3 separate regions of the Sus scrofa genome follow, and all the other regions are linked to region 1. Evidence: chromatin contacts called from public HiChIP or PLAC-seq and promoter capture Hi-C data. All regions are on one chromosome and are shown on one strand. Each heading gives the region's core, a stretch centred on a gene start, on an enhancer-like site or on the middle of the called end of the contact. The rest is flanking DNA. Distances are from core to core; before and after follow the strand shown.

Evidence for each region. Promoter capture Hi-C pulls out the DNA fragments that hold promoters and counts their contacts. HiChIP or PLAC-seq counts read pairs in DNA pulled down with a chosen protein or histone mark.
Region 2: a contact with region 1 is called in a promoter capture Hi-C map of liver, with 3 times the contacts expected there. The contact joins the promoter of MSL1 here to the promoter of CDC6 in region 1. A contact is called at or near these places in 4 of 5 promoter capture datasets (fetal liver, fetal skeletal muscle, liver and 1 more), 18 of 47 Hi-C or Micro-C datasets (alveolar macrophages, blood, brain and 11 more) and 2 of 2 datasets of contacts at active chromatin or transcription factors (alveolar macrophages and skeletal muscle).
Region 3: an H3K27ac HiChIP or PLAC-seq map of alveolar macrophages shows a contact between it and region 1. The contact joins the enhancer-like site here to the promoter of CDC6 in region 1. A contact is called at or near these places in 1 of 5 promoter capture datasets (fetal skeletal muscle), 25 of 47 Hi-C or Micro-C datasets (adipose tissue, alveolar macrophages, blood and 12 more) and 2 of 2 datasets of contacts at active chromatin or transcription factors (alveolar macrophages and skeletal muscle).

The regions. Positions count from the first base shown.
Region 1 is chr12:22,116,791-22,119,896 of Sscrofa11.1, forward strand. CDC6 (cell division control protein 6 homolog) reads right to left here and starts at 1,651. Exons shown (of 13, transcript XM_003131471.4): 1 at 1-1,651. It also overlaps a transcript of WIPF2 not described here.
Region 2 is chr12:22,236,043-22,239,148 of Sscrofa11.1, forward strand. It overlaps MSL1 (male-specific lethal 1 homolog), which reads right to left and starts at 1,515. Exons shown (of 9, transcript XM_003358056.4): 1 at 134-1,515. The coding sequence starts at 901.
Region 3 is chr12:22,048,123-22,051,228 of Sscrofa11.1, forward strand. It overlaps RARA (retinoic acid receptor alpha), which reads right to left. Exons shown (of 9, transcript XM_003131474.6): 8 at 1,453-1,611; 9 at 1-894. The coding sequence ends at 677. Among named protein-coding and RNA genes, the nearest start is that of GJD3, 9.4 kb to the left of the region's middle. Within about 2 kb of position 1,674, at least 4 of the 83 cell types and tissues checked have an H3K27ac peak or open chromatin away from gene starts, as enhancers often do. A contact at or near this core is called in alveolar macrophages, where this site is marked.

The sequences.
Region 1 (3,106 bases), core at 401-2,900:
ATTATATTGTTAAAAGACTATGATATTCTGTGCAACTTACTATCACTAATTCCACTAATCCTCATGACATAGGGAGTGAATTATGGCCTCTTAAATTTTTTTTTTTATAGCTAAACACAAGGGTTTCAGGGCAGAGAAGACCTCTATAGAAGAAGTAGCAAGCTGAGCTTTTAATGAAAAATATAAATTAGGGTGGTAATTTACAGGTCAACTTCCAAAGCTAATAACGTAGCTAAGCCTCAGCTTTCATTAAAAGCCAGAACCCAATACTAGAAGATGGTAAGCATTTATCTGTCATCCTTCAGCATCGAATGAAAGACAGCAGTAAAACCAAGAAATAGGAAAAAAACAAAAAAACCCAAAAACACAACCAAGTTAATTGCAGTTAGTTCATATAGGAGAAAAGAGCCAATACTGAGTGCTTCTGTGCATGCCAGGGACTGAGCTCCAGTATTTTACCTATTTCACCTCATTAATTCTCACAGGCACCCCATGAAGTTGGAGTAATTTCCATTTTACAAATGAGGAGACTGAAATAGAGAGGTTGAGTAAACTTGCTGAAGGTCAAACAACTCGTAAGTGGAAGAACTGGAATTCAATCTCAGGAAGCCTGATAGGAGAACAAGCTCCTGAGCATTTAAACATTCAAGGAGGAATAGGCAGATGCAGGTTCTAGAGGAGGGGGAGAGATGACACGGAGCACGTTTGGGGGAGCCTTTCTAGGAGCTGAAAACTCCAAGAGTGAAGACCATAAGCTGCCCTGGAGAAAGTGTTATCACAGAACGGAAGCTCTTCCACCAGATGGTATTTCTGGTCTCTTAATAGGGCAAGAGAACCTAGAAAGCAAATTTCACTGTTCCTATTTATTTTTATAACCTGGCCCCCTAAAACTTGTCCTTCATAACTAGAAATGGTAACAAGTGCCCAGCCAGCTTTTAAGGGATGATAGTGAACAAGCTACCTACCTCAGGTGCAGTGGGACAGAGGGGGCAGGGGAAGCTATGAGTGCTTAACATGCATGTCACAACCTTTGAAAACATTCACCAGGAAATACAGCACTGGTCCAAGACAAGCCTACAAGAGTAAATGACTATTATGGAAGCCGGCAGAGACTCGCAGAAGGTTCAGATCAAAACGTCTCTAAGAGGTCACCTACTGGATGCTTTCTCTTTCCACTACTCCACTAACACGATGAGCATCCCTTCATACTGTTTCTTGATTCTCTGCCTTTGCTGTTTGCTATGCCCAGAATGCCTCTCACCATCCTTCTTCCCTGGCTAATTATCACAAAGCCTTTTAGTGCTCCACAAAGGTTTCTCCTGGTGGCTATCATGAAGTTTCCTGCTAGACTCTGAGCTCCTTGGAGGCAAGGACCACATCGTTTTCATCTTCATATTGTTAGTGCCTTCCACAGAATAAAGTATGCAATAAATGCTTGCTGAAAAAATGGAAATGTTTCTGCCAAGTGGACATCTATCTTTTGCATGAATATTTTTGGCGGTTGGAGAACATACAGTCCTTTAAATCTCACATCCCTAAACCCAGGATTGGAGAGGGAATTTGATTCATGTGTAAAAAATGATCCTTGGGGTTCTCGTCATGGTGCAACAGAAACGAATCTGACTAGCATCCATGAGGACACTGGTTCCATCCCTGGCCTTGCTCGGTGGGTTAAGGATCCAGTGTTGCAGTGACCTATGGTGGTGTAGGTCACAGACGCAGTTCGGTTCCGGCACTGCTGTGGCTATGGTGTAGGCCAGCAGCTGTAGCTCTGATTTGACCCCTAGCCTGGGAACCTCCATATGCCCTAAACAAAAACAAAAACAAAACAAAACAAAAAAAAGACAAAAAAAGATCCAGACTAGGCTCTAACATCAAAAACGAAGCATCTCCCCAGTTATCCTCTGGGGGGGTTAGGATCCTGAGGTTGACATTTTAGTTCTCTTACCCCTGTCTGCAGCGTAATAGGAAGTCAGAGGCAGGCAGCTTCCTTGCAGTAAGTTGTAGTTTGTGGCTGGGTTGGGCCAGGAAATATTTAAGAGGCACATTCACCACCATAAGCGACTTACATCTCAGTAATAACTACAGTGGGCAGACTCATGTCCTTATCACCTGCTAATTTATATACAGTATCGTGGGGGAAGGAATCAAATCACACCGGAAGGACCTGTCCAGCATCTTTTGCATGTCTGTGCGCATGTGCGCTGGCAGGTACGTGCACGCATACACAGACAAGCAATACCATCCCAACAGGACAGAGAATACCCGCAGGGTTAGGAAGTCGAGGGTCATTTAGGCAAGCTCCATTTGAGGGCTGAATATTCAAAGGCACAGGAGGAACAATTAAATCAATAAATATAGTTTATTAATCATATTAATAACAACGCTGGGTCAAATAATCAGGGATTCAGCCAATCTGGCAAGTATGGATGAAAATGAAAGGAGGCCTGTGTCCCCTCCCCTTCCCTCCCCCTCATAGGTTTTTTTTTTTTTTTTAATCTAAATTATGTGAGAGTGACTCATACACACACCCATTATGAATCAGTACAGGAAATGATTCCAAGACCTTTGCTAGTGATGAAAGTGCACGTTAAGCTCATTAAGTCTTAGTGGTGATTCTGTCAGCTGACTACAGTCAGCAGAGACTGTCGGGTTCAATTTTTACACCTAAAGTCAAAGTTCAAGAAAGCCAGCTTAAGATTTCCATTTAAAAAGCAGTGAAGAAAAAAAAAAAAAAAAGGCAACACCCACATAAAAATACACGCCTGCTCTGTATGCTCTGCCTTCACCTTTTCTTCACATCTCAGTGTGAGAATCTACCACGCACACAGGAGGAGAGAACCCTTAGGAAAAGACACGAGGCCAGGGGGTCTCCTGGGTTCCCCGAAATCACGGGCAAAGGGGAGTTGGTGGCAAAGAGAAATCACGACCAGCTCTTTCAGAATTAGCCAGTCCGCATGGCTAACTACAACTGTGATTCTTCAAAGCAGCTGGAGGGGAGGAGAGAAGACGCTCAGGAAGCTGCAGATGCTTCTGCCCAAGTTAGTACATCTACTTTCTCAGGGAACCTGGGGTCAAACCACTACCCTAACCCGAAGCAGCAGAT
Region 2 (3,106 bases), core at 265-2,764, 120 kb after region 1:
AAGATGACGCCTTTGCTGGTGGCCAACCTCCTTAACCCTAACCCAGGGATACCTTAACCTTCTACAGCCCCCTTCCCCCGAGCATGCGCACAACTCGCTCCTCGTCCCGAACGCAGATTAACCCCTCCCGTACCGTGTCTCTCTCTGACTTCAGCTCCTCGATCTCCTTCTCCTTGGCCTGCAGCTGCTGCTGCTGCTGTTCGATGAGGTCCAATTGCAGCAGAAGGATCTGTTTGAGGCAGGCGGCCTGACTGGAGGCTCCCGAGCCGCCGCCACCCCCGAGAGGGCTCTTCCTCATACTCTTCCATCGGCCCTCGCTGGCCGCCAGGGTCCCGGCGGTGGCGGTGGGCGCGAGGGGTGGCGGCCCGGGCAGAGGTAGTGGTGGGGGTCCCGCCGGGTCCGAGGCGGTGGCAGCTGGGGGAGCCGCCCCACCCTTGTCCCCAGCCCAGGGCGTAGGCTCTTTGGCCGCCGCCACGAGAGAGCCCGTCTGAATGGGCAGCACCGCCTGATACTTGGGTCGGGGACTGCAGCCGGCTCCGGCTGCCGCTGGCTCCCCCCCAATGCCAGCTTGTTTGGTGGCCGGGGGCGGACAGGGCAAGGGCACCGAGCCGCCCCAGCTCTCTTCCTGCTGCCCGGGGGCCGCCCCGGCCGGGAGTAACAAGCCCCGGCCCTTGCCGCCGCAGCCGGCCGGGGAGGGCGCGGGGCTCCCGCCCTGGGAGGAGGCCAGCGGGGGCCCCGGCTCCTTGAGCTTACGGTGCCGGGGGAGGAAGTGGGCTTCGGCCGCCCCGGGCTCGTCCTCGGGCCCGCCCAGCGCCGCAGCCCGCTCGTAGTCCAGTCGCTGCTCAGGGTTGCCGCCGGCAGGGGCCGCGGCCGCCTTGAACACTGCGGATCTCATGGTCATAGTGGTCCGGAGCAGCGCCGGGGACCGAGACGGAGGAGGGGGTGGGGAAGGGGCGAGGTGCTGGGGGTCGAGGACGGAGGAGGGGGAGGGGAGTTTGGCGGGCTCGCCTCAGCAGCGCGGCAGCAGGCCTCGGCTAGCGCGGCTCCTCCGGGGCCCGGGCGCCATCCCGCCGGCGTGCGGAGAAGTGGAGGCCGCGGCTGAGGCCCGCCGCCGGCCCATGGGGGCCTCGCCGCCGCCTCTGCTGCCGCCGCCGCCGCCTTCGCCTCAGAGGCAGGAGCTCGCACCCAGCCGCCCCGAGCTCATCCCCGGAGCTCGCTTCGGCCCCCCCTGGCCCGGCCGGGCCCGCCTCGTCTCCCCACCCCACACCCCCCTTCCCCGCCCCGGCCCCCCGCCCCGGAGCTCGCCTCAGCCGCCCCGAGCCTCCATTTTCCCCCCTCTCCTCCTCAGGAGGGGGTGGGAGGGATGGGTCCGCCCAAAGCCCTCCTACTCCGGGAGGGGGTCTGTCGCCTCCCCTGGGGGTCTCCGGGCTCCGAGTCCCCCTCCCCCACTGTCACCCCCGGCGCCTCAGCGTTTCCCTTTAAAAAAACGGAGCCGCTCCGAGCCGCCGCCGCCGCGGCCGCCGCCGGCAGGAGGGCGCATGCGCTGGGAGGGACGCGGGCGGGAGCGAACCGGGAGCCGAGAGGAGGGAGGCGGGCCGCGCTATTGTGAAAGGGGCCGCCGCCGCCTCGAGGAGGGCGGGGAGGGGGCCGCGGGGGCGCCGGGCGCGGGGGCCGGCGAGGGGAGGCCGGGGATGAGGGGCGAGGACCCAGAAGCCGGCGGAGCGGCGGGGTGAAGGTGGGCTGCCGGGGGAGGGGCGAGCCGGGGGAGGGCCAGGAGGAGGGAAGAAAGGGCGACTGCGGAGGCTCCCCGGGAGAGAGGAGCGCGAGAGAATGGGGCTGAGAGCAAGGAAGGGGGCTTCGGGAGGCTGAGGCGCCCTCCGTGGAAGTGTACCGAGCGCTCCACGTACCCGCCCTGCGCTGGGCGGCCCCTTCCCGGGGCACCTTGGCAACCCGTCTGGCCCTCGCCAGAGGGGCCCTGCGGCCCCCGCAGCCCCGCACGCCTCCTGGACCGGAGTCAGGATGCAGGCTCCTGTGGGTGTTTTCTGGGCATAGAATTCTAACCCCTCCACCCCCTGCACTCCCCAGCAGCCCCACACTGGTATGGGAGAGAATGAAGTTCTTTGTCTCTAAGGGATCCAGACCAGAAACGGAGGGGACCTCTGGTTCCCCAAGGAAGGAAAATCCCTGCTGTCTGCTGCCTGGGGAGTTGTTGCCACCACCTCCCTGAAATGAAGTATTGCCAGCTACCAACAGTTCTTTCCCAACGGCCATGTCCCCAGCCTTCTTAAGTCACTTCTAGCATCTTCTGGGGGTTCATGAAAGACTGAAGAAAGGAAGGCATTTTTACCTTTACCCAGAATAGGAATAATTTAGGGTATTTTATGCTGAGCACTTCATCTTCTCCGTGTTCCTTGTGTGTATGTGTCTGTCCGTCTTAACTTCCAGGCAACTTTAGCCAACAAATCCTCACAGAATTCCTCGTGGAAAAACTCTTAATAGTTTTAATTGATTGTTTTTCTTTTCTGTTGAGGTGGGATTTTTTTTTTCTTCAGTCCATATGGAGAGGGAGATGACTAACATTCTTTGGCCCAATGTGAAAACCTCTAATTAAAACTGTATCTCTGCCTTGTGGGCCCAAAGCATAAAGCACTGGAAAATTGAGATAAATAGGTGTGAATGTGTTGAGAAGCCAAGAGAGCCCCAGCCTTCTTCTACCAGACTTTATGGCCTCAGATCTGCAAGGGGGATTTTATTGAAGTTAGGGATACCAATGAAGGGGAGAGGGGGTTGTATGGCAAGAGGCACATAGATTGTGGTGATCTTTTTCAGTGTCAAGACTTTCAGTACCAGAGTTTCCGTCATGGTGCAGTGGTTAACAAATCCGACTAGGAACCATGAGGTTGCGGGTTCAGTCCCTGGCCTTGCTCAGTGGGTTAAGGATTCGGCGTTGCTGTGAGCTGTGGTGTAGGTTGCAGACTCGGCTCGGATCCCATGTTGCTGTGGCTCTGGTGTAGGCCACTGTACAGCTCCGATTAGACCCCTAGCCTGGGAATCTCCATATGCCACGGGAGCGGCCCTAGAAAAGGCAAAAAGACCAAAAAAAAAA
Region 3 (3,106 bases), core at 424-2,923, 69 kb before region 1:
GGGACATGGAGAGGGTGGGAGCCCCCTCTGAGCCGTTTCCCCTCCCCCAGGACCCACCCCACTCCAGCTCTGGATCCAGCTCCCCCCAATACACCGCACAGATTCCTTCGGTATAAATGTGCTTAAAATGAAAATTCTTATTAAAAAAATCAAAACCAAAAAAAAAAAAATTAAAATAAAAACAAAACCAGCGAGAATTAATACCTGGGGGTTGGTATGGCAGAGTATGTACAGGGGGAAGCCCCCACCCCTGGCCCACCCCTCTGTCACCAACCAAGGCAGGGGGGGGTTCCCCAACAGGGGGACAATGGCTTGCGAGTTCTGAGGATGGGGGAGCCAGGTCCTGGCATTTGCTGGTGATGAAGATGTGGCGAGGTGGGCAGAGGGGTGTCTTGATGAACGCGAGGCCCCCAGGCCCCATCCGGAGGCCCGGGCCCAGGGGTCCGCACGCAGTTCGTGGCCTTGACCCTGACGTCAGCCCAGGCTGCAGGAGCGGGCGGGCGGTCCATCGCAGGCCCGGGCCTCTGTCCGAAGAATCATCGCGGCCTCCGCTCTCCCGGCCCCCGGGGAAGGGAGGACGGGTGGGGGGCAGGGCCGGCGGGGGTCGCATGGTTGGTAGAAAGGCAGAGAAAAGCCAGGGCGTGGGGCAAGGGCCGAGTCCACGGGGCGTGGGCAGTCACGGGGAGTGGGTGGCCGGGCTGCTTCTGTTCGAGCTGGGGCTGAGGCTGGGGCTGCAGCTGCCAGGCGGCGGGGCCAGGCCGCCCCCGTCCCGCCCCCCGCCCCCCGCTTGTCCGCTCAGAGTGTCCAGGCCCTCTGAGTTCTCCAGCATTTCCTGGATGAGAGGTGGCATGGAGCCCGGGATCTCCATCTTCAGCGTGATCACCCGCTCGGCCCCTGCAGGGAAGGAGGGACAGGGGTCAGGGTGCCCGCCCCACTCCTCCAGCCCCAGGAGGGAGCAGGAAGAGGGTGGCAAGGTCAATACTACCAATATAGGCTCCCGCACTGAACACAGGGCTCAGCCCTTTGGCATAACCAGCTCTCTGAAGCCCCCGCACCTGAAGGGCAGCAGGGCAAAGTGGTTCCAAACTCAGCGCTGGGGTCAGACGGCCCGGGTGTGATGCGGGGCCTTTCCTAAGTGCTGTGTGCCCTGGACTCTCCCACCAACCTCTCAGAACTCTGAAACACCTTGGGGTGGGGCACTGAGGCTCAGAGCTGTCGTGTGACCTGCTCAAGGACACACCCCTGCATGGTCGGGCTCCAGAGCCCCGCCCTTAACCACCAGGCAAAGATGACACTGCCACCTTGAGGCTCATAGGTAGGGGGTCACCTGGATGGGGGGGGGTCCAGGTGAGTGGAGCACCTCATGGGCACAAAGACTTTGGGCCTGGGCCAGGTGCTGGGGCCCAGCCCCAGCAGACACACGGGATGTCCCTCCGGGTGTGGGGACCTTACCCTTAGCACTGATGCTTCGCAGGTCTGTGATCTTCATCAGCATCTTGGGGAACATGTGTGGGCGGCTGGGCCTCCGTTTCCGCACATAGACCTTCAGTGCCTCAAGCAGTGGCTCCTGCAGCATGTCCACCCTGTCTGGCTGCTCCAGGTCCTGCCGGTCTGAGGAAGCAAGAGGCCCGCTGAGCAGCGGCCCTGGCCAAGAGAGGAACATGGCTGCGCTCCCAGCCTTGGCCACCCGGGGGCGCGCCTGCCCAGGCCACGGACTGATGGGCTCTGCTCCCAGGGCCTCCTCACACCAAAAGGTCCTAGGCCCTCTTAAATGTGAGTAGAGGCGCTGGGGACTGGGGGTGCCCAAAGTTCATAGCAGTTGGACCCCTGAACACAGGCAGTGCCATCTTTTTTTTTTCTTTTTAGGGCTGCACCCATGGCATATGGAAGTTCCCGGGTTAGGGCTCAAATCAGAGCTATAGCTGCTGGCCTACGCCACAGCCAGAGCCACAGCAATGCGGGAGCTGAGCTGTGATAGACACCACAGCTCCAGGAAACGCCAGACCCTGAACCCACTGAGGGAGGCCTGGGATCGAACCCACGTCCTCATGGATACTAGTCAGGTTTGTTATCACTGAGCCATGATGGGAACTCCGGCAGTGCCATCTTAAGTAGAAGCAGGTCTCCCAGTCCTGCCCATTATTCTGGACACCCATGTGATATGGTAGAACTCCTAACAATAAAATAATAACAGCATGGAGTTCCCCGGTGACTCAGCAGGTTAAGGATCTCACGTTGTCACTGCTGTGGCATGGATTCAATCCCTGGCCCCAGAACTTCTACATGCCACGAGCATGGTCAAAATAATAATAATATCAGGAGTTCCCGTCGTGGCGCAGTGGTTAACGAATCCGACTAGGAACCATGAGGTTGCGTGTTCGGTCCCTGCCCTTGCTCAGTGGGTTAACAATCCGGCGTTGCCGTGAGCTGTGGTGTAGGTTGCAGACGCGGCTCGGGTCCCGCGTTGCTGTGGCTCTGGCGTAGGCCGGTGGCTACAGCTCCGATTCGACCCCTAGCCTGAGAACTTCCATATGCCGCAGGAGCGGCCGGCCCAAGAAATGGCAAAAAGACAAAAAAAATAAATAAATAAAAATAAAAATAATAATAATAATATCAATACAGCAGCAGCAGCCAACACGTACTGGGTCTGACTCCAGGCAACACTGTGCCTTATTTATCTTCTCCTTAATCCCCCCCACCAACTTTATGAGGTGGAACCTTTACTGTCCTGTTTTACAGAGAGGGAAGCTTAGCGGAGTTCCCTCTGTGGCTCAGTAAACAAGAACCTGACTAGTTTCCATGAAGATGTGGGTTCAATCTCGCTCAGGGGGTTAAGGATCCAGCATTTCTTTGAGCTGCAGCATAGGCTGAGGATGTGGCTTGGATCTGGTGATGCTGTGGCTACGGTGTAGGCCGGCAGCTGCAGCTCCAATTTGATCCCTAGCCTGGGAATTTCCATGTGCCCCACCTGCAGCCCTAAAAAAATAAAAGAGAGAAAGAAAGAAACAGGGGCTTGGGAGTTCCCTGGTGGCTCTGAGTTAAGGATCTGGCATTGTCACTGTTGTGGCTTGGGTTTGATCCCTGGCCCAGGAACTTCTAAAAGCCA